Regions from separate parts of the Mus musculus genome. Here regions 1, 3, 4, 5, 6 and 7 are each linked to region 2. A link is a contact called in public HiChIP or PLAC-seq and promoter capture Hi-C data. All regions are on one chromosome and are shown on one strand. The core of a region is the stretch at or near the end of the contact, and the rest is flanking DNA. Distances in the headings are between cores, read along the strand shown. Region 1 holds the start of Tac4 (tachykinin 4). Region 2 holds the start of Ube2z (ubiquitin-conjugating enzyme E2Z). Region 3 holds the start of Scrn2 (secernin 2). Region 4 holds the start of Copz2 (coatomer protein complex, subunit zeta 2). Region 5 holds the start of Cbx1 (chromobox 1). Region 6 holds the start of Spop (speckle-type BTB/POZ protein). Region 7 overlaps Skap1 (src family associated phosphoprotein 1).

What was found. Promoter capture Hi-C pulls out the DNA fragments that hold promoters and counts their contacts. HiChIP or PLAC-seq counts read pairs in DNA pulled down with a chosen protein or histone mark. Capture Hi-C pulls out chosen DNA fragments and counts their contacts.
Region 1: a contact with region 2 is called in a promoter capture Hi-C map of adipose tissue, with 2.2 times the contacts expected there. The contact joins the promoter of Tac4 here to the promoter of Ube2z in region 2. A contact is called at or near these places in 1 of 39 promoter capture datasets (pre-B cells), 4 of 115 datasets of contacts at active chromatin or transcription factors (astrocytes, bone marrow-derived macrophages, large pre-B cells and 1 more) and 1 of 9 other capture datasets (adipose tissue).
Region 3: a contact with region 2 is called in a promoter capture Hi-C map of adipose tissue, with 4 times the contacts expected there. The contact joins the promoter of Scrn2 here to the promoter of Ube2z in region 2. A contact is called at or near these places in 1 of 484 Hi-C or Micro-C datasets (B cells), 3 of 115 datasets of contacts at active chromatin or transcription factors (astrocytes, embryonic forebrain and microglia) and 1 of 9 other capture datasets (adipose tissue).
Region 4: a contact with region 2 is called in a promoter capture Hi-C map of adipose tissue, with 2.5 times the contacts expected there. The contact joins the promoter of Copz2 here to the promoter of Ube2z in region 2. A contact is called at or near these places in 6 of 39 promoter capture datasets (the 3T3-L1 cell line, the C10 cell line, hippocampal neurons and 2 more), 1 of 484 Hi-C or Micro-C datasets (cortical neurons), 5 of 115 datasets of contacts at active chromatin or transcription factors (astrocytes, bone marrow-derived macrophages, embryonic forebrain and 2 more) and 2 of 9 other capture datasets (adipose tissue and pancreatic islet).
Region 5: a contact with region 2 is called in an HNF4G HiChIP or PLAC-seq map of pancreatic cancer cells. The contact joins the promoter of Cbx1 here to the promoter of Ube2z in region 2. A contact is called at or near these places in 4 of 39 promoter capture datasets (the 3T3-L1 cell line, the C10 cell line, the HPC-7 cell line and 1 more), 7 of 115 datasets of contacts at active chromatin or transcription factors (cardiomyocytes, embryonic stem cells, large pre-B cells and 2 more) and 2 of 9 other capture datasets (adipose tissue and macrophages).
Region 6: a promoter capture Hi-C map of erythroid cells shows a contact between it and region 2, with 8 times the contacts expected there. The contact joins the promoter of Spop here to the promoter of Ube2z in region 2. A contact is called at or near these places in 3 of 39 promoter capture datasets (the C10 cell line, erythroid cells and pre-B cells) and 2 of 115 datasets of contacts at active chromatin or transcription factors (bone marrow-derived macrophages and memory CD8 T cells).
Region 7: a contact with region 2 is called in a promoter capture Hi-C map of hippocampal neurons, with 4 times the contacts expected there. The contact joins the enhancer-like site here to the promoter of Ube2z in region 2. A contact is called at or near these places in 2 of 39 promoter capture datasets (the C10 cell line and hippocampal neurons), 3 of 115 datasets of contacts at active chromatin or transcription factors (bone marrow-derived macrophages, embryonic forebrain and neural tube) and 1 of 9 other capture datasets (adipose tissue).

Annotation. Positions count from the first base shown.
Region 1 is chr11:95,260,222-95,262,921 of GRCm38.p6, reverse strand. Tac4 (tachykinin 4) reads right to left here and starts at 1,393. Exons shown (of 4, transcript NM_053093.2): 1 at 1,103-1,393. The coding sequence starts at 1,222.
Region 2 is chr11:96,064,023-96,066,722 of GRCm38.p6, reverse strand. It overlaps Ube2z (ubiquitin-conjugating enzyme E2Z), which reads left to right and starts at 1,359. Exons shown (of 7, transcript NM_172300.3): 1 at 1,359-1,771. The coding sequence starts at 1,449.
Region 3 is chr11:97,028,513-97,031,212 of GRCm38.p6, reverse strand. It overlaps Scrn2 (secernin 2), which reads right to left and starts at 1,261. Exons shown (of 8, transcript NM_146027.2): 1 at 1,158-1,261; 2 at 624-797; 3 at 152-333. The coding sequence starts at 797.
Region 4 is chr11:96,848,443-96,851,142 of GRCm38.p6, reverse strand. Copz2 (coatomer protein complex, subunit zeta 2) reads right to left here and starts at 1,267. Exons shown (of 9, transcript NM_019877.2): 1 at 1,147-1,267; 2 at 402-470. The coding sequence starts at 1,248. Mir152 (microRNA 152) reads right to left here and starts at 750; the gene lies at 678-750.
Region 5 is chr11:96,787,721-96,790,420 of GRCm38.p6, reverse strand. Cbx1 (chromobox 1) reads right to left here and starts at 1,286. Exons shown (of 5, transcript NM_001362560.1): 1 at 1,068-1,286.
Region 6 is chr11:95,412,715-95,415,414 of GRCm38.p6, reverse strand. Spop (speckle-type BTB/POZ protein) reads right to left here and starts at 1,332. Exons shown (of 10, transcript NM_001359107.1): 1 at 1,011-1,332.
Region 7 is chr11:96,740,864-96,743,563 of GRCm38.p6, reverse strand. The region is part of intron 10 of Skap1 (src family associated phosphoprotein 1); the gene reads right to left. Among named protein-coding and RNA genes, the nearest start is that of Snx11, 35 kb to the left of the region's middle. Within about 2 kb of position 1,348, at least 18 of the 459 cell types and tissues checked have an H3K27ac peak or open chromatin away from gene starts, as enhancers often do. A contact at or near this core is called in hippocampal neurons, where this site is marked.

The DNA of each region.
Region 1 (2,700 bases), core at 144-2,643, 800 kb after region 2:
GGGAATGCACCACCATGCAGTTTTGTGTGGTGGTGGGGATTGGATCCGGGGCTTCATGTATGCTACACAAGCCCTTCACCAACTGAGCTGCATCCCTAACCTCTCAATTCTAAGAACTTCCAGGGACCTCACATGGCTAAGCACCATACACCAAACTGAGCAGTGTCCTTTCCATCCTGGGACTGTGGGGACACAGGTTCCTGTTACCCTCCAGTTCAATCTTCCCTGACTACCAGTGGTTCCCCGAGGAGGTACTGGGAGCTCCAAGGTCAGGGTCTTCACGCAGGTCAGGGATACTGGATCTCAGAGTAGGGTTGGGGCTCCAACTTTAAGATTTCTTCCAGGCTGGTAACATGGCTTAGTGGTTAAGAGCACTGACTGCTCTTCCAGAGGTCCTGAGTTCAATTTCCAGCAATCACATAGTAGCTCACAACCACCTATAATGGGATCTTCTGGTGTGTCTGAAGACAGCAACAGTGTATTCATATACATAAAATAAATAATTCCTTAAAAACTGTTTCTTCCCAGTAACAGTATGCAGGAGGGTGGTAGACGCTACCATTGTCAAACACCAGTGTTTGTCAGGAGGCAAAGGCAGTTAGTTCCTTGTATGAGGCAAAATAGCAATCCTGTTCCAGTTGGTCACTTGAAAAGAAATTCTGGAAAACAATCTCCAATTCAAATATACATAGAACCAGAACCTAGCTAAAGTAGAAGCTGTGCTTTTGAGGCAATTCACTTTAAAGAAGCTCTGTGACCTCTCTGTACCTCGGTTTTCTTATCTGTGAAATGGGATAGCAATGACATTTTCCCCATGAGGTTGAAATAGGCTACTTTTCATAAGGCAGTTAGGACAGTACCAGGAACACAGTAGGTGCTAACTAAATGTTTCCATCTATACAGCACACATTGTTGCTCTCACGTGTATAAGCCAAACGCTCCCCTGGTAGTTGGACAGATCAAGGCTTGACCCTCCCCATCCAGCAGAGTTGGCCAGTCTGTCTTGCCATTAAAGTGCTTAGGAGAATGCACTCTGCTATCCTGGCTGCCTTAGAAGGAATCTCCCAGCCTTCCATCATGGGTCACCATCTCAGAAAGGTACCTTCAGGTTCACGGTCACCCAGGACTCTGCCTCTGCACCAAAAGCCAGTTCCTCTCTGTCTCCTGCTGTAGTGCACACTGATGGCCCGATCAGGAGAAGCAGGGCAAGGAGAGGCAACATGGTGAGCAGGTGCCTCTCTGTCCAGGGAGCCCCACTCAGCCTGATGCCACCTCCTCCAGCAGGCTCCGGTCCCCACGGGGCCACTTGTATGTGGCTGAGATGTGTCCTAGACTCTCTGCTTCCTTCCTATGCCTCACCCCACCTTTGCACTGCTTCATGGGACAGCCTCTCTCCTTGGCTGATAGAGCCAGTGACATCAGGAGCCTAGACCTCCCCATTGCCACCCCAACATTTGATCCCAAGGCTTAACACTGATGCAATACCAGCCTTCCCTTTGGCAGAGTTCCCTCCTGTGACAGGTGCACAATGGCACAGTATGTGGGACCTGGAGGTTACAGCTTGCCAGGGATGACAACCCCCATGGGAAGAGAGAGGGCGGTATGGTGCTTCCTTCCTGCACTTCCTGTCTGTCACTGCTGATCGGCCACTCCCACCCCATCTCTTCTTTCTCTGTACTCTTCCCATCCTCTCTCTCCATCAGTGCTGAGAACACACTGCCTGCCCTGGAAAGTGCCAGCCCTAAAAAAAAAACAAAAACGAGGCTTCTTACAAGTGGAAAATGAGATTTGCCAGAAAAATGGCTTCCGAACCCCAATGTCAGCTACTGACCCACAGTGATTTTCCACTTTTTCCGTGGCCTTCTAACACGGAACCACACTTGTCCCTTCTGCTTGTAGCCTGTGTGCTTCCATATCACACTCTTCTACAAACTACAAACTCATTCTCTGTTCAGCTCCTCCCTCTCGGCCTGGCCATCCGTTCATCCATCCTGTCAACTGTAGCATCATCGTTGAATAGCTATGTGATCCTCTGGCTATTACTTAACCCCTCTATGCCCTAGGACCAAAGGCTGGGGACAAATAAGATAGTGCACATGGGACATTCAGCACAGAGTGGGATGTCTATATTTAATGTCCATTAACTATTGTTAATGTTATTTTTTTTCTTGAGATAAGAGTTTCTCTGTGTAGTCATGGCTGTCCAGGAACTTGCTTTGTAGACAAGGCTGGCCTGGAACTCAGAGATTTACCTGTCTCCCAAGTGCTAGGCTAGTGTCCCCATGCTTGTCTGGCTAACTATTGTTATTATTACTATTATTGGGACTGGATGGGAAGATGAAGAAGACACTGTGTCTAACCTCAACGCCAGAAACCTGTGGTGCGCTGCAATAGGGGTTGTTTCAGAATACTAGGACATGCTAAAATGCAGATTCCCTGGTTCAGGCCAGGCTGAACATCTTTTACAGATGTGCAAACAGGCAGGTCAGACTCGCTATAGGCTAGCCTGAGGATCCCAGCATGGGCTCTGGAATAGGAGGTAGCCTTCCCACCATAGGCACAGATAGATTAACTTTAGTCTGTGAGGAGTCTCTCCTCCTCTCTCCTCTCTCCGCTACAGGAGGGAAGTTTAGTGATGGGGCCATAATTTGGACCTCCACACTCTGCCCTGACTCTCTTGAATTACACCCACCCTGGTGT
Region 2 (2,700 bases), core at 110-2,609:
AATGGCAGCTTCAAAACATAATGTATTCACTATTCCCAGACCCCCGCCCCCAGACCATTTGAGAAAACGCACAAATGTCCAGAACGCAGGCTCTTCACTTGTTGGTTTTTGTGTTTTGAGACAGGGTGTCCCTTTGTTGCCCAGATTGCCTTGAACTCAATTTGTGGCCTCAACTATTTATGTACGATAGTTCCCTCATCATTCCTCAACCTCTCTAGTGCTTAGCTTACGAGCTGTGCCACCACAGGAGCCAGGCTTCTTCGGGAGGAAAAGAAGAAGAAAAAAAAAAAAAAACAAGATCCAAAGTGAGGCTCTGGCTGTTTGTTCTAGAATGAATCTTCATAAATGTACTAAAGTTAATATGAATATTTCATTGGGTGTGGTGGCTTATGCCGGTCATCTCAGCACTAAGAAGGCTGAGGTAAGCAGCTACATATTGGAAACCTTGTCTCAAAAACTATTCATACACTTTGCTATAGAGTATCAATGTGTTTGTTTCGGATGTTGTCTCAGACCAGCTGAAAGGGTTGTGTAAATTCTCAGTCATGCGGTACCTCTGGTTTTCCTACAGTTAGCAAACACACACACAGACTCATATTCCTGTCAGTAGAACAAGGTTAAGGTCTTTTCCCCTTAGTCAGAGTTAATTTTCGTATTACAAATCTCAATATAGTTCTAAGAAATTGAGAATTTCAAACCCGTAACTCCAGGATTAGCGGGTAGAAAAGGTACTGAGCTTGGAATCAAGCCTGATGCTTGACTTCTACCAAGCTGTCAACTTCTGTGTCATTATCTCCAGGGCAATGCCTAGCAACAGCTCCTGGCCTTTAGTATGCCCTTCATAAATAAATATCGAATAAACTCAAATGAGGTGGTCTTTTATTCGCACGTTCTGATTCCGTTCTTCCTCTTAGTCCATCCGCAGTCAGGCGACAATAGTAGTCGATGGGGGAGAAGACCAGACATGATACAGCACAGAGCCGTAGGGATGTGAAGGGCCCTAAACTACTCAAGCTCTTCTTTCGATTGCCCTACAGGGAAGGTGGACCTTAGTCCTACCCTAGGATTGAACATCGATGGTCCCTCCCTTTAAAAGAGAAGCTGTGGGTCTCTCCATCTTCTTTGAACTGTCTTCTCCGACATCAACTCTCCCAACATAAAACCTTTAACCATGGAAGGCTACCAGCATCTCCAGCGGGGCGCAGAATCTGCGCTGGCCTGGAGCGCCAGCTAGTCCGCTAGCCCCCGCCCCCCGCTCTGGAGGACCGTGGGTGGACGCTCTGGCAGCACGCCTCTCGCTGGTCCGGGCGGAGGTGGGCGGAGCCAGCGCCACCCGGGCTGGGGAAGCCGAGGGTGGGGACACTCTGGCCCGGCTCTCGGTGGTGCGGGAGCAGCGGCCGCTCTGGTCGGCGGACGTGCTGCTGAGCAGTCCCGGAAGCGAAGCAGCGATGGCGGAGAGTCCGACTGAGGAGGCGGCGACGGCGACGGCTGGCGCCGGGGCGGCGGGCCCAGGGTCGAGTGGTGTTGCCGGTGTGGTCGGCGTTAGCGGGAGCGGCGGCGGGTTCGGGCCGCCTTTTCTGCCGGATGTGTGGGCGGCGGCGGCGGCGGCGGGCGGGGCCGGGGGACCGGGGAGCGGCCTGGCTCCGCTGCCAGGACTCCCGCCCTCGGCCGCTGCCCACGGGGCCGCGCTGCTTAGCCATTGGGACCCCACGCTCAGCTCGGACTGGGACGGCGAGCGAACCGCGCCACAGTGTCTACTTCGGATTAAGCGGTGAGCCGGGGGTTTTTCCTCCCTCACCCCGGAGCTCCAGGGCTCGACCTTCCCCGCCCCCCACCTTTCCCCATCGGGGCTCTCTCCCGCCTCACGTCTTCCAGGCCCAAACCCTGCGGGCCTCTCTACTGACGGGGGCCTTAAGTGTCGCCCTTTCCCTCCCTCCCGCCCTCTCAGCGCCCGGCCCTACAGCCCAAACAGATCCGCGATTGCCCTCGGGCCTACCCCGCCCCTTAGCGACCTCCGGTGAGCCCTGCAGCTCCGTTCCGGATGCCTTATCCCTACCCCCTCCCGTTCACCCGAAACCTGACCCTTTTGCTCTTCTGTAACGCTCGGTCCCGCCCTTCGCACTTCCCCTCTAACCTACCCCACCAGCTTACCTAAAGGCTGCCCTCAGGCCCCACCCATCAGTTCTCCATCTCTTCTGGAGTCCCCGCTTGGAACATCCTCTACCTGCATTGCCCAGTTGCAGACTCGAGTCAGTCTTCCTTTTTACCTTTCCTTACCTCGTTTCCCCACCATATGGCCCTTTCCACGGGTCTAGAGAGCCTCCCTGACTTTCCAGATCATTTCTTGAACCCCCTTTCCAATCACCCCAAAACTGTCCCTCACACCTGTCCCTGAAACTCTGCGTTCCTACCATCTCTCACTATCACTCTGGATTGTAACATCTTAGTCAAGAACTTTTTTCCTATTATTTACCCCCAAGGTTGTCTGGTTTACTTTTGTAAAGCAGATGTACTCCCTTCAAATACAGGAACAAAAGGCCTAGGGCCTGTCTGTGCTTGTGTCTTGGGTGACCGATCTTAGATCGTATCACTTCATAGATAAATATGTTTTGCAAAAGTGCTCACTTAGTATGGTACCAATTGCATGGCAAAAGATAAGACTGTTGAGCTATTAATTTTGAAACTTGTTTCCTGGTGACC
Region 3 (2,700 bases), core at 12-2,511, 960 kb before region 2:
CACTCTAGGCCAAGGGAGGTCCTTTATCAGACTAGGAAGATATAAGACTGCAGCCGCCTTAGAAAGGCCTCAAGGGCAAGGCCAACAGAGACAAGCCCAATAGACTCAGGCTAGGTGGGAGGAAGTGGGGCACTGAAGAGCAGCTCTCTACCTGAGCAGGTCCATACCCAGCAGGGCTTCCCCCTGCCCCACAGGCTCTTTGGTCCACACTGCTTCGTTTCCAATGCAGACACCAAGCTCGTTGGCCCCCATCTCAGCTCCCCACAGCCAAGAGGGGCGGCTCAGAATCACAGCGTGTGTCTTCCCCACCTGTTCCACCTCGATATAGGTACACTGGAGGTAAAGAAGAGAGAGGAAGAATTCAGTGAAAAAAAAAAAAAGACCCAGAACTTACACTGCCCGGACCCTTTGTCAGCCACTTTAAATGGCCCTGAGAAAGGTCTTATTCTCAGGTCACACATAAGTAAACCGAGTTAGCAGAAGCTAACTCCACTCAAGGGTCCAGGTTGGTGGACTGGAACTCCGTACTCGTTCCACTCCATCTGCTCCCGTCCCAGGAGCAAGAAAACGAAGGTCTGGGAATAACGTCTCAACCTTCCAGCTCCTTCTAAGTCCTAACCCACCTGAAGCCGGCTCCCAGGGACGTGAGTGCCTGCTGGTATAAACACCACCTCCTGCACCTCATCTCGGGGCCGGTCTGAGTTCTTTGCAAAGATTACAGCTGGGATGGCTGAGGCCGGGGGCACAGAGACAAAACAGTCGCAGGAACAAGGGGCATCGGGGCTCGACGACGCCATCTGCGAAGAAGTGGAGATGTTCATGTCCCTCAAACCTCTCCACAGTCTTGGCCACCGGTGGGGTGCAGGGCACTCTCCTCCCCACGTGTGCACTCTGAGAAGCCTGACGCTCTGGGACAACAGCACTGTTGTCAAAGCGTGGTGTGCACTAACAATGCACTTGGCTTGGAGTCAGGCGACAGAGCAAACTCTGCAAGTTAAGAGCGTCTGTTTTGGAGTCCTAGCCCTTCCAGGCTGACTTACAGGGTAGTTTCTAGGCACTAAAGCTGGCTCCAAGAATCCCACGCTCCTGCGCATGCCCACATTCACGCGCCTCTTCCGTCCACCCCTTTCCAAGTCCTCAGTGCCTCGGTCTCTCACCCTCTCTGCATCCAAGACCCCCAGGCTCGGTTCCGGGCGCCACTTCCTCCTCTTCAGGTCAGATCTGTTCCCCTGGACCCAGGTTCTCTGGTAGGTGACCTGGAAGGCCTTTGTCCCCGGGGGCGGGGCCGGCACCGGCACAGGACACCTGCAATGTCACCGTCTTCCACGAGGGTGCGCGCTAGCTAGCACCACTTCTTAGAGCTGAGAGACCTTTCAAATCCTGCTTAAGAGTCCCGGGCTTTCTCTACAGCCTTATCAGATAAGAGTCATTAACAGGAGGTGGAGCTGAAGGAGAAAAGAAGCCCTAGTGAAAAGAAAGAATGCATAAAGTAGCCAACACTGCTGGGAGTTCTAGAGATTAAGGGAAAACTTTCACTACCTGCTTCCTGACTTGAATTTCATAAATTACGGTATTGTTTATTTTATTACTGTTTTTGTGTTTTGTTTTTTAGAGACAGGGTTTCTTTGTGTAGCTCTGGTTGTCATGAAACTTGCTCTGTAGAATAGCTTAACCTCAAACTCACAGAGATCCGCCTGCCTCTGCCTCCCAAGTGCTGGGATTAAAGGCGTGCACCACCACCGCCTGGCACTTATTTTACTAATTTTTAAAATTTGTATTTTTATAGGCTAGAGAGATAACTGGGTGCTTCAAAGCTGCCGTTGAGGAGAACATGGGTTCGAGTATCAGCTCACAGCTGTTTGTAATTCGTTTCAGTGAACCTGATGCTCTCTCTGGTCTCCATGGACTCCAGACACACATGTGATGCTCAGGCAGGCACACATACAGGCAAAACATCAAAACGCATAAAATAAGTTTTTTTTCTAAATTTTGTAAATATGTGTGTGGGGATTACATGTAGGGGAAGGCATGTGCCCACAGAAGCCAGAAGAGGGTGATCTATCCCTTGAAGCTGAAATCACAGATGGTTGTGAGCTGCCTGGCATGGGTGGTGGGAACCAAACTCAGGTCTTCTGCAAGATCAATCGTCACTCTGAACTTCTGAACCATCCTTCTGGTCCCTTTTTTATTTTTTTTATTAAAGATTTATTTATTGTATATGAGTACACTGTAGCTGTCTTCAGACACAGCAGAAGAGGACATCGGATCTCATTACAGATGGTTGTGAGCCACCATATGGTTGCTGGGATTTGAACTCAGGACCTCTGGGAGAACAGTTGGTGCTCTTAACGTTGAGCCATCTCTCCAGCCTCCCCTTTTTTATTTTCAACCTTAGATGCCATATCTTTTGAGCTGTGCACCTCGTTTTGTTGTCATTGTTGTACATATTTTACAACTTTGAGAGACTATCTGTGTGTATACATACATGTGTGCAAGTGCACACCACCATGTAGGTGTGCCTTTGTGCAGACTAGAGGTCAGCACTGGGTGTCTTCCTCGGTTGTGCTCCATCTTCTTCTCTGAGTCAGGGCCTCGGATGAAGGCCGAATCTTGTTGATTCTGCTTTGGTGGCTGGCCGGCCGGCCTGCGAGCTCAGAGAGCCTCCTGTCTCCACCTCCACAGGGCTGGCATTATAGTTCC
Region 4 (2,700 bases), core at 18-2,517, 780 kb before region 2:
TGCTAAGTCCTTCGTGTTTACCTAGCTGAAATACACATAGGCGACTTTGTCTACTCGGATTAGGAACTCAGATCCCTAGGACGCAGGCTCAACTATCCACTGATCCCTTTGGTGGAGCGTCCCACGCCAAGGATGCAGCTGGCCAGGACAAGGACAAGGAGAAGACTCGCCAGGGAACATGAGAAAGAAACCGAAGGGATCCCCACTCACGCACCCAGCCCCTCGCTGTTAGACTGATAAAGCATAGTGTGGACAAAGTGACCTCTAGAGAATCTAAGCTGGGCTGTTCTGCCACCCAAAATGCAGAGTTTCTCCTATAGGTGGAGTTAAAAGGGCTGGGTGGGGACCGCTTGTCTTGGACATATGGCACTGTCTTCGAGGTTCCAGCGGGGAGGGGTTACCTTGGCCAGCAGCCTTCGCCCGTCATTATCTAAGATGAAGACAGCCTTGATGGTGTAGAGAGAAGGTTCCTGAAAGTGACAAGGGAAAGGAACCCCTGACTCAAAGTGGACACCGAGTCAGGGCTCTATGGAGCCAGCTAATCCCCAACCCATAGCTGGTTCCAGCCCAACCCCGTGCCACATGGACCATTTCCGGTGCCCACTCCACTCCCAGACAGATGTTTCACTGCAGGTCCGAGGAGTGGGCGCTGAGTCCGCTGGGTGCAGAAGGTCCTACCGGGCCCAAGTTCTGTCATGCACTGACTGCTCCAGAGCCCGAGTCGGAGTGTATCACAGAACCTAGGCCCGGGGAACAGCGGCGACGAGCCTCCTTATGTCCAGCTGACCCCCAGTTCCAGATGCGCGCGGCCATCATTCTGGAGCAAGGGAACCCAACCAGACCACCTCGCCACTCCCACTCCTCCCTCGTCCCGCCAGAATCTCGCTTCCATCCCGGCCACCCAAGTCGGTTATAACTGCGGCGAGTTCCCCAGAACTTCAGCCCCTCCTGCGACACTCCACTCAGGCAAGGCCTCCTCGCCCGTGCGCTCCAGGACAAACTTTTTCTCCCCTTCCTGGGCCCGGGCTCCCTCTCCGGGGCTGGGCAGTGGTGGCACAAAGTTCCCAGCTTAGAAGCCCGAGGTAAATCAGTTGCCCCCGACCACCGATCCTGCTGCCCCTGGACCCCACACTCCGTGCTCCCTACCCGCTGTTCCGTGGCTCGGGTGGGCGGCGCTGCGCCCCCGGCTTGGGCGGCTGAGGCCCCCTCCCCCGGGTGCGGACGTGGCCAGGCCTCCGGCCGCTGCATTCCGCTCGCTGCCTGCACTGACAGCGCCGCCCCGCCCCGTGCCCGCCCCCCGCGACGCCGCCCCTCCGCCCAGTCCTGCGTGGCTGGCCTCTGTGTGCGTCCTCTCTCTCTGGGCGAGCTTTCTGCCCGACCCCCACGTCGTTGCAGAACCTCGTCTCCCTACTTGGATTCTTCCCTCTGGGCTCCTCTGTGCACCTCCCAGTCTTTCAGGTGAACCAGAGCCTACTCTTTTCTTCCCACTTACTGCCTCTTCTGGCCTAGGGCGCCTGTGGCTTTGGTGCACAGAGGTCTCCATGTGGCTGTTCTGGGACAGCCCAAATTTCAGTTTAGGTTCACTTTGTCCTCAGGACCTCCTAGTAGGTATCATTGGAACAAATAGTTCAAGTCACTTTTTTAAAAAAGAACTCTCTCTCTCTCTCTCTTTTTTTTTTTTTTTTGGTTTTTCGAGTCAAGGTTTCTCTATACAGCCCTGGCTGTCCTGGAACTCACTTTGTAGACCAAGCTGGCCTCGAACTCAGAAATCCGCCTCCCTCTGCCTCCCGAGTGCTGAAGAACTCTCTTTTTTTTAATTTTTGAGATTTTTTTTTTTTTTTTAATGTGAGTACACTGTCGCTGTCTTCAGACACACCAGAAGAGGGCATCAGATCCCATTATAGATAGTTGTGAGCCACCATGTGGTTGCTGGGAATAGAATTCAGGACCTCTGGAAGAGCAGCCAGGGCTCTTAACCACTGAGCCATCTCTCCAGCTCCTCAAGTCACCTTTTTGATCTCAAGACAGAGCCTGTCAGTGAGACCTCTCCACTCGGAAGAGTTCCCCGCTTCCCCTCATAGTACCTGGGGAAAAGAACCATGGGCTGAAGGACACCTCCGCCAGACATTTTTCAAGACCCAGAGGTGGATGAAGCCAGTAGGGTCACAACACACCTGAAGTCCAGCTTGAGCCTGTGGACTAACCCGGCCAGAGTATGACCACATACAGTGAGGTAGTTACTGGTGCTTGGGCAGCCAGCCATTCACAACACTGACAGATGTGTCTTATACTCGAGCCAGCGCTCTCATTGTATGTCAGAAGTCACCGTGCCTAGGGAGGTGTTTTCAGACATACCCATTGAGAGGAGTCAGACTTCGTGTGACCTTTTCAAGCTGGTTGGGCTAATTAGTTGGGTAGGAGGGTTCCACGGGTTTTCCCATTCTGCCCTTGACAGCCTCAGTGTAGAACATCACAGTCGCTCACACCAGACTTCCTTCTGCTTAAGACTTCTCTTTCCAACTTTCACCTTTTTTTGTTTTTTAACAATTACTCTTACTGATCCTTTTGTTTACGCTTTTATTTTACTTAGTAATTATTGATGAGGGGAGGGTGTGACACAGGGCTCACGTGGCGATCAGAGGACAGCTTAAAGGAGTCACTTCTCTCCATCTACCGTCTAGGTCCTGTGAGTTGGATTTA
Region 5 (2,700 bases), core at 37-2,536, 720 kb before region 2:
CTGGATCCTGAGAGGTAAACTGAGGCCCCCAGGCTTACGCACAAAGAACAGATCTCTTTCATTGGATGAGTCTTGCCTTACACGTGTTCTTCCACAGCCTCCCAACTCACACTGAAGACCCATTACAAGGCACAAAGTGGCCTTTTCACCCTTTCTTGACTCCCCTGGTGGCCAGGCAAGGCTTTAAACTCCTGATCGTCCTGTTTCCGCTCCCAAGGGCTACATGAATGCCATCAAGCCCAGCCCGAATTTATAAGGTACAGAGGATTGAATTCAGGCCTGTGCAGTGGGCTAGGCAAACATTCTACCAACTAAGTTACATCCCCAGGGACCCTTTATTTTCTTCCACATTTGACCAGTCACTCTAGACTTCTACCCTACCTATCCCAGCAACTCCACTTTTAGACAAGGTCAAGAAAATGCCTGACCCCCCACCCCCACCCCTAGACGGATTCAACAAATCTCTTCCCCGCTAGCACACCGTGAGCTGCCCAAATCCTCCTGTTCAAGTTTATTGGAAGTTACTTCTTCTTAACTCTGGCAAGAGAAACTTCTCTGATAGTGGCAACTGGACCCAATATCCTCAGGTTACTTTTTCTCTCTTTCCTCCAAGTGCTACGGGGGTTGCTTGCGATTGCCACCGTGTCCGCTTTCTCAGGTTACATTTCTAAACCTCGAGAGTACGAAGTCGTGGTCCCTGCCACGCACACCCAAAAGCACCTGTCCCCCTTATGGACGTCCCAAAGTTTTCTTTCTCCCGCCCAACTCTAGAGTCCCTCACTCGGGTCAAACGCTCTTGGTCCAGTTCTTGAAAAGCTAACCCTCCGCTGGCTCCGCTCATCGCGAACCACTCGGCTCCCGGGCTCTGGATTCGCTGCCCCGCCCTCTCCACACTCCCGCAACCCGCGAGCTCTGCGCGGGAAGCGGACCCGGCGGGCGCTGGGCCGGGGCGCGCCCCCCATTCCTCGGTCTCCGCTCTTCCGTTAGCGGCCCGCGCTGGTCCGCGGCCTCCCGCCGTTGCCGCGTCCCCTCCCCCCACACACCCCGCCTCCAGCCCGCCTCTTCACCTCGTAGCAGCGCCCGAGAGTCCGAGAGGAATCGGTGCCGCGCTACTCGCGCGTTGCGTCGGGCGGTCCGAGGGGAGTAGCGCGCCCAGAGGAGCAAAGAGCCGTGTGGCCACAAGTCGACCGTCCCGCTGAAGCGGCGTACCGCAGGCCCCGCTAACGGCCCTCCCCTCAGCCGAACAAAAGAGCCTCTCACTCTGCGCGGCCCGCCGCCTGCACTGCGCAGACGCGACGACCCGCCGCAGGGCACCTTGGGATTAAGAGTCGGCCAGAAACTACAGATCCCAAAGTACCGCGCGAATCCCGCGCCGCCCACCTCCACTTTCAAGGATTGTAGGGAGTTTTCGTAGTTTTGTTTTCTTTTTTGACTGGAAAGGCGAAGTCGACTGTTACTTAGAACATAACTCTACAGTCTAGGAAATTGATGGGTAGTGGTGGGGTTTGTTTGTTTAATAACAGGATACGCAGCCCAGGTGGCTTCGAACTCGTGGCCTTTCTTTTTGCTTCAAATGTCAAAGTGCTGGATTCCAGGCGCGTGCTGGTATTCCTTACTCAGTCTACAAAAGTAGGACACTGCAGGTTTGGAAACTAGCCCGTTGATGTTTGGTCCGTTTGCGTTTAAAAGAAAAATATTGTATTCGTCACCTGAGATTTATCAAATCACCTTCAATAATGTCCAGCAATCTTACCTATTATTGCCACCTGACTGGGGTTCCTACCTCTCAGTTTGAATCACTGCTCCATTCAGAAAGCAGTAGATTAACCGTCTAGGTAGACACCATCGACACTTTCTGAATTTGCTTTTTTTCTTTCCCCTTCCTTCCCTCTCTATTCTTGTTTTATTTTTGGTTGTTGGTTCTGTTGAGTGGACAGGGTCTCAAGGAAGTCTGATCTACCTGTTTTCACTTCCCAAATGCCGAGTATTACAAACACAGACCACCACATTCAAAGTTTTCCCTTTATTGCCCTTGCCGGTGGGTGACTTTCATGGGGATTTCTCCATCTCTGTGAACATCCTTTATCAAGTTAGTCTAAAGAAACGGAATTAAGCAAAAACCACGGCTGGGCTGTCATTCTTTAACACGGGTGCTACTCTGATTCAGGTAGGTTGCTGCTAATTGTTGAACTAGGAACTCCAGTAAGGACAGACGCTTCATATGACTCATTGTGTCCACGACACTCAGGATCCTTGGTGTTTGTTTCTAGCAAGGACAAGGTCATTTTGGTTGTTTGTTTGTTTGGTTGGTTGGTTGGTTTGTTTTTGTTTGTTTTTTTGAGACAGGGTTTCTCTCAAAACTCAGTTTGTAGACCAGGCTGGCCTCAAACTCAGAAATCGGCCTGCCTCTGCCTCGAGTGCTGGGATTAAAGTTGTGCGCCACCACGCCCGGCCACAAGGTCACGTTTTGACTCTCAGTATTTATTGGTAAAAATTCCTTGAATATGTGATTAAGTGAATAACTGAGATGTCCAACTGATAATAGAACTGATCAAACTTTCCAAGGCCAGATTCAAGCCTCTTAATCCTAGTACCCGGGATTGAGACAGGAGGATTGCTGGGAGTTTAAGAGCACTTTAGCACTTAGGAGGCAGAGGCAGGAGAATTTCTGAGTTCAAGACCAGCCTGTTCTACAGAGTG
Region 6 (2,700 bases), core at 83-2,582, 650 kb after region 2:
TACAACTAAATGTATAACTAAACTGAAACGCTATGGAAGAACTTACACACACACACACAATGAACCAAAAAGGTCCCACTAAGTAAAAGGGCTGAAATGAAGCTACTGATTGACAGCTTGATTTCTGTTTTGTTGTTACCTCAAGTCTGTGTGTGGCACTTATCCCTTCCTTAGCTACTCTGTAAAGGCAACTCAGAATTTTACTAAAGAGAAATTCCCACCTTAGTTTCTTTTTTAATGGACCTTTTAACAAATCCTTTTTAACAAGACTATCAAAATCCCCTGCCAGAATAACGAGTTGGACTTACTCCTAAACTTAGGGGAAGTTTGTAGTAAGGTTTCAGCATGACGACGGGAGTGGTGGAAAGGGAAGTAATACTAGAAGTAGAAGTAGCAGTTAAGTTTCAAAAAGAAGGGTCAGCGTGGGACACGTTGGCTCTAGGAGGCGTTGGTAGCCTGGGAGTCTCTAGGGCAACACCAGATGCAAATAGTGCTTTGTCCTTAAATCCCTCGCATAATTTAAATTCTCCCTCTCGGATCGGAGCGACAAGCTCACTATTGGGTGGCAAGTCTAGCGAAGAAGGCGGGCTCGTGGTCAAGGGGCTCTTTATCCCGCAGGTCCCTGCAAAACAGCAATGCGCATGCGTCCTGAAGCAGCGACCAGGCACCCGGAGCTCCTTCACATTCGAGCATGCGCAGTTCCCCATCTCGCCGCAGGCGACAGCTCACTATTTGGCAAGGGGGATGGGGTTGGGGATATGATGGTGAGGGAGGCAGGAGGCAGGGGGCGCGTTTGTGTTTCCAGAATGCTTGAGGTAGGAAGAACGGACGGCTGACTAGGCTCTGGCTTCCTCGGGCCAGGAAACCAACATAGGAAATGGGGCAGAGAATAGTACATTAGGAAAAGTGTGTGTTGTGGGGGAGGGTTTAGTCACTTCTCAAGGAAAAACCCCGCACCCCAACAGGCCAACCCCTTCTTCGACTCTTGACACACACATACACACACTCACCTGAGAACGGCGGCGACAGCTGCTGGTCCCTGTCCCCCTGCGCTCGCCTCATACTGCCCGCAACATCCGGGACCTGCGGGACCGCCGATACACAAATACACTCTTGGAGCGCGCACACACATACAAACACATACACACACATACACACACACACATACACACATACACACACACACACCACACACACACACACACCACACACACACACACCACACACACACACACACACACACATACACACACACACACACACACATACACACCGACACACACCGGCCTGGGCGTCCTGTCGTCAGCACGTCGACGCAGCGAGCGCGTACCCGCCGGGCCCCACCCCGCGCGGCCTCCTCCCCCCAGCTTCCCGCCCCGCCCCACCCCGCCTCGCCCCGCCCCGTCCTGCCCCGCCCCACCCCGTCCCGCTCAAGACTCTCCAGCTCCTCCTCTTTTAAGACTCCGCCTACCTTCCCTAGTGCGCAAGCGTCGCGAGGTGGTGCCAGGGCCCGGGAATTTGGGCGGAAGGCGGAGCCAGAGTGGAAAGAGGCGGGAACTCGGAGGGGGTCGCGTGCAGCGCGCAGAAGTTCGCGCTGAGGTGCGAGGCCAGAATGGAGGAAGGAAGCTGAGATCCAGGGACCGGGTGGGTGGAGCAGCAACAGGCATTTCGCAACTGAAACCTAGTTGTGCAGTTTGTGGATTACCGATGACTTAGCTCTTACTTTCTTTTTTAGGCAACTCTCAGCTAAAATACTTTTTAAAGAACTTTTAACATGTGTTTTAGTTTGTTTTATTTTTTGAAATAGGGTCTTGCTCTATAGGATTGGTTGACCTAGCACTCTCTTTGTTGACAGGCTGGCCTTAAATTCATAGAGATCCATGTCCAATAAGCCTAGCCTGCAAATGCTAACATTTATAAGGTACTTTGCTAGAGTACTGTGAGGCACACCTTTAACCCCAGAACTCGGGAGGCAGAGGCAGGAGAAGCTCTGTGAATTTAAGGCCAGCTTGGTCTACTTACTGAGTTCACAGTCAGCTAGAATTACAAGGTGATACCGCGTCTTGAAAACTAAATAAATTAGCATTTGACAACAATAACCAAAGAGCTGTTCTTTCTGGGAAAGGCAGAAGGGGTGTGTGTGTGTGTGTGTGTGTGTGTGAGAGAGAGAGAGAGAGAGAGAGAGAGAGAGAGAGAGAGAGAGAGAGACCCAATGGAGAGGAAGCTGATTCTGTGACAATTCCTTGGCTAAGCCATCCGGGTCCCCAGTCTGTCTCATGTCTTAGCTCCCATGGACCAAAAGTGATTCTGGAGTTGGGTAGAATTGTCTCAGAGCATCTTGGCCCTGGAAGAAAACAGTCATCTTTGTGTTACATTCTTCGATTACCTTAAACTTAAAAGAAAATATTTTATTACTGAATCAAGCTCTCAAAAGCAAAAGCAGACTGCCTCTTGCATACACATATCAAGCACACACCTAGCTCTGAGAGATCAACCCAGTGACCCTGTGGGTCATGAGGTAACAGGGTTGCAGCCTAATTGAGAGCTGCTTCCTGGCACCCTACTGCTTTCCAGGCCTTGGGACAGTCTCCAGGAGACTCTGCTCCTATCTCTTGCCACATGCTCCTTGGCACCCAGTGGCTGGTGAGCCTGTTCAGCAGGGAAGGCTGGCAGCCCAGGAACCAAGCCACTGGGTTTGGA
Region 7 (2,700 bases), core at 99-2,598, 680 kb before region 2:
GTGAAAAACTGTGTGCAGTGCAAGCAGAGGCCACAGAGAAATCATGGAGGGAGGGGTAAAGAGAAGCAGGTTTGTAAAGAGAGCCAGGAATGGAGCAGACAACTTACACTTCACCTACCAGAGAGAGGGGAAAGGCAAGGTAAACATTTACAGACGGGAGGAAACAAGGTGCCCGGTGCAGAATTCAGGAACAATAGAGGCAGCCCCATTTCAGAGCTGATAGAATTGTGATACCATGTGAGACGGGCATATTAATATGTATTCCATAAACTGTGCAGCTCGCAGCTCCGCCACTCTGTTTTGCTCTGACCGCAGTACCAGCCTCAGGCACCGCAACACAATTTGGAAACAATGTGACGGAAATGTTTAATCTGCTCGGCCCATCTGTGCTGCGTATTTCTCCAGATCTCCCTGAGAGAGGCGCCTTGAATCTCCACATTGCCTTTAATATTCTCCTAAATCACTTCCCCACTGCACTTCAAGGGCCATTGCTACAATATCACAGGTTCATCTAAAGTGCAATGGGGAGGGGGGTCGGGAGGGAGGCACAGGCTGGGAGATTTTTTATTTTAAAATAATTTCCAGAGATCGTCTTTTCTGCTTCCTTAAAAAAAAAAAAAAAAAAAAAAAAGAAGAAGAAGAAGAAGAAAAGTTATTCTATTGTTGCTGTAAGGTTATTGAGGTTGTTTGGTACAAAACAGGGTAGGACAGAGTGGAATCATTCTCCAAAGAATTATATTTATTAATCTCCATTCTCTCAATTGAGCGTGGGAGGGGTGAGCAGCTGCTTGTTTCTCATCTCTGTTTTGCACCTTGCTAGGGTGAGGTGCTCATTAGGGGCTGTGGCTCTCCGTTCTCATGGCATTGAATTTGGGCTTGGTAGTTCTCAGGGCTAACTCTGCTGCTTTGCAACAAACAAAGCAGTATACATTTAATCCCTGCCCAAGGTGCCCTAATCAGGAAAGGACACTTTACATTTTAAATTTGGGCAGAAACCCATAGGTTTTCTTTCCTTGTAGTGCAGATACTGAGTGTTGGATTCCTGCTGCATTTCCACACTTGATTTCGCCAAATTCAGCTATTTGGGACTAGAATGTGGGTTCGGTGAAAGAGGGGACAAGTCGCTGTGTTTTAGACCCTAGATGAATGGGAGAGAGTTGCACATCACCAAGAAAATTAGGATTCCTTTTGCTTTGTGAATTAAAGAAATGAATAATTTAATCCTCAAGATTGTTCCGGCGAGGGAAAGGCGAACGTCCCAGTTGCGGGGGCCCTACAGCCTGTCGGTGTGTTACATCATCTGCACACATAGGCGTTTCCATGACAACAGCTTATAGCTTCATTTCCTGGATCCCTCTAGGGGGTGTCACAGCCAGATCCACCTGCTTTTCACCCTACCCTCGGTGGGGTCATGGTAAGGTCGCCAGAATAAATGAACGCGGGTACTAATGATCTGTTTACTGCTGTTTATGCTTGGTGTGTGTCAGGGGCATGCACATTTAGAGAGCTCATTATGGCTGCAATTAGAATGCACCATCGCTAGATATTTAACTCCTTTTTCTTTTAAATTAGCATTTTAATAACATTCTTTGAGCAGAGAAACAAAATGACCATTTTTCACGGACAAACTTCTAGCTGTAGGTGCAACTTTAATGGCAAAGTTGCGAAGGGGAAAGAAGGGAGAGAGGGGGAAAAAGGCCATTTTTACTACTTTCACCCCGCCTCCCTACCAAAAGGATATTTTTATTTGCTTTCTAACACACTCAATTTCCTAAATTTGTTTTGAATCCAATTATTTTGGGTGGTTTAAAGTACCGTGCTCTTGTTGGACGGAAATTAGCAGCGATTGAAATTAACTTTTTATGTGACCTGTGAAAGGGGCTAAAATAATTACAAGTGTAGAAGAAATCCTCCTTCCAGGAGACCCTAGCTGTAGGACTGGGCTGTGAGACCATTCTCAGAACACCTTCATACTGCCACCACAAGGACTTTTTTTCTTTCTTTCTTTAAGAAGGTGACTGCTATGTTTGTCTTTAGAATTATCTTACAGAGCGTAAGTGGTGACAAACACGCCATTATACGCAGGATAAATAAGAATCAGATAGAAAGACAACAATAGCGGGGTATGAATTACCATTTTAAAAAGGTCAGATGGTGGGAGCCTCCAAGAGCAGGAGAGTTGGAGCAGAGATGAAGCAATGCCGACAGAGACGGACTTGGTCAGGGTATTCTGGAGGCATAGCTTTTTAGGGACCAGACGACACCTTCTCTAGGTGTTTACAGATGCTCTGCTTGTGTAAAGTGCAGTGAAAAATAACAATTTGAATGTTTCGATTATCTTTCCCAGTCCCTTCCATTTTCATTATTTATTTCCTATAAATCGGGACTTTGCTGAACATAATTCTGCAGACAAGGAGGTGGAGGGGACAGCTGATGTGAGCGTGGAGATAGATGGTGGGTGCGTGCAAGATAGATGCTATGCGTTTATGAAAAGGGAAGGCAACCGTGGTGAGCATCCACAGGGTAGAACAGGCAGGCATGAGAACATTTTATGGATGGAAAAGGTGTAAGGAAGACGGTGGGAACCGGCGCAGTGAGCCTACCCTCCCGGAATCCACGTCCAAGTTCTGCCTGAGATGTCCCACGCTTGCTGTGACTCCTGTGAACCTCATGCGCCTTTCCATGACAACAGACAGGATT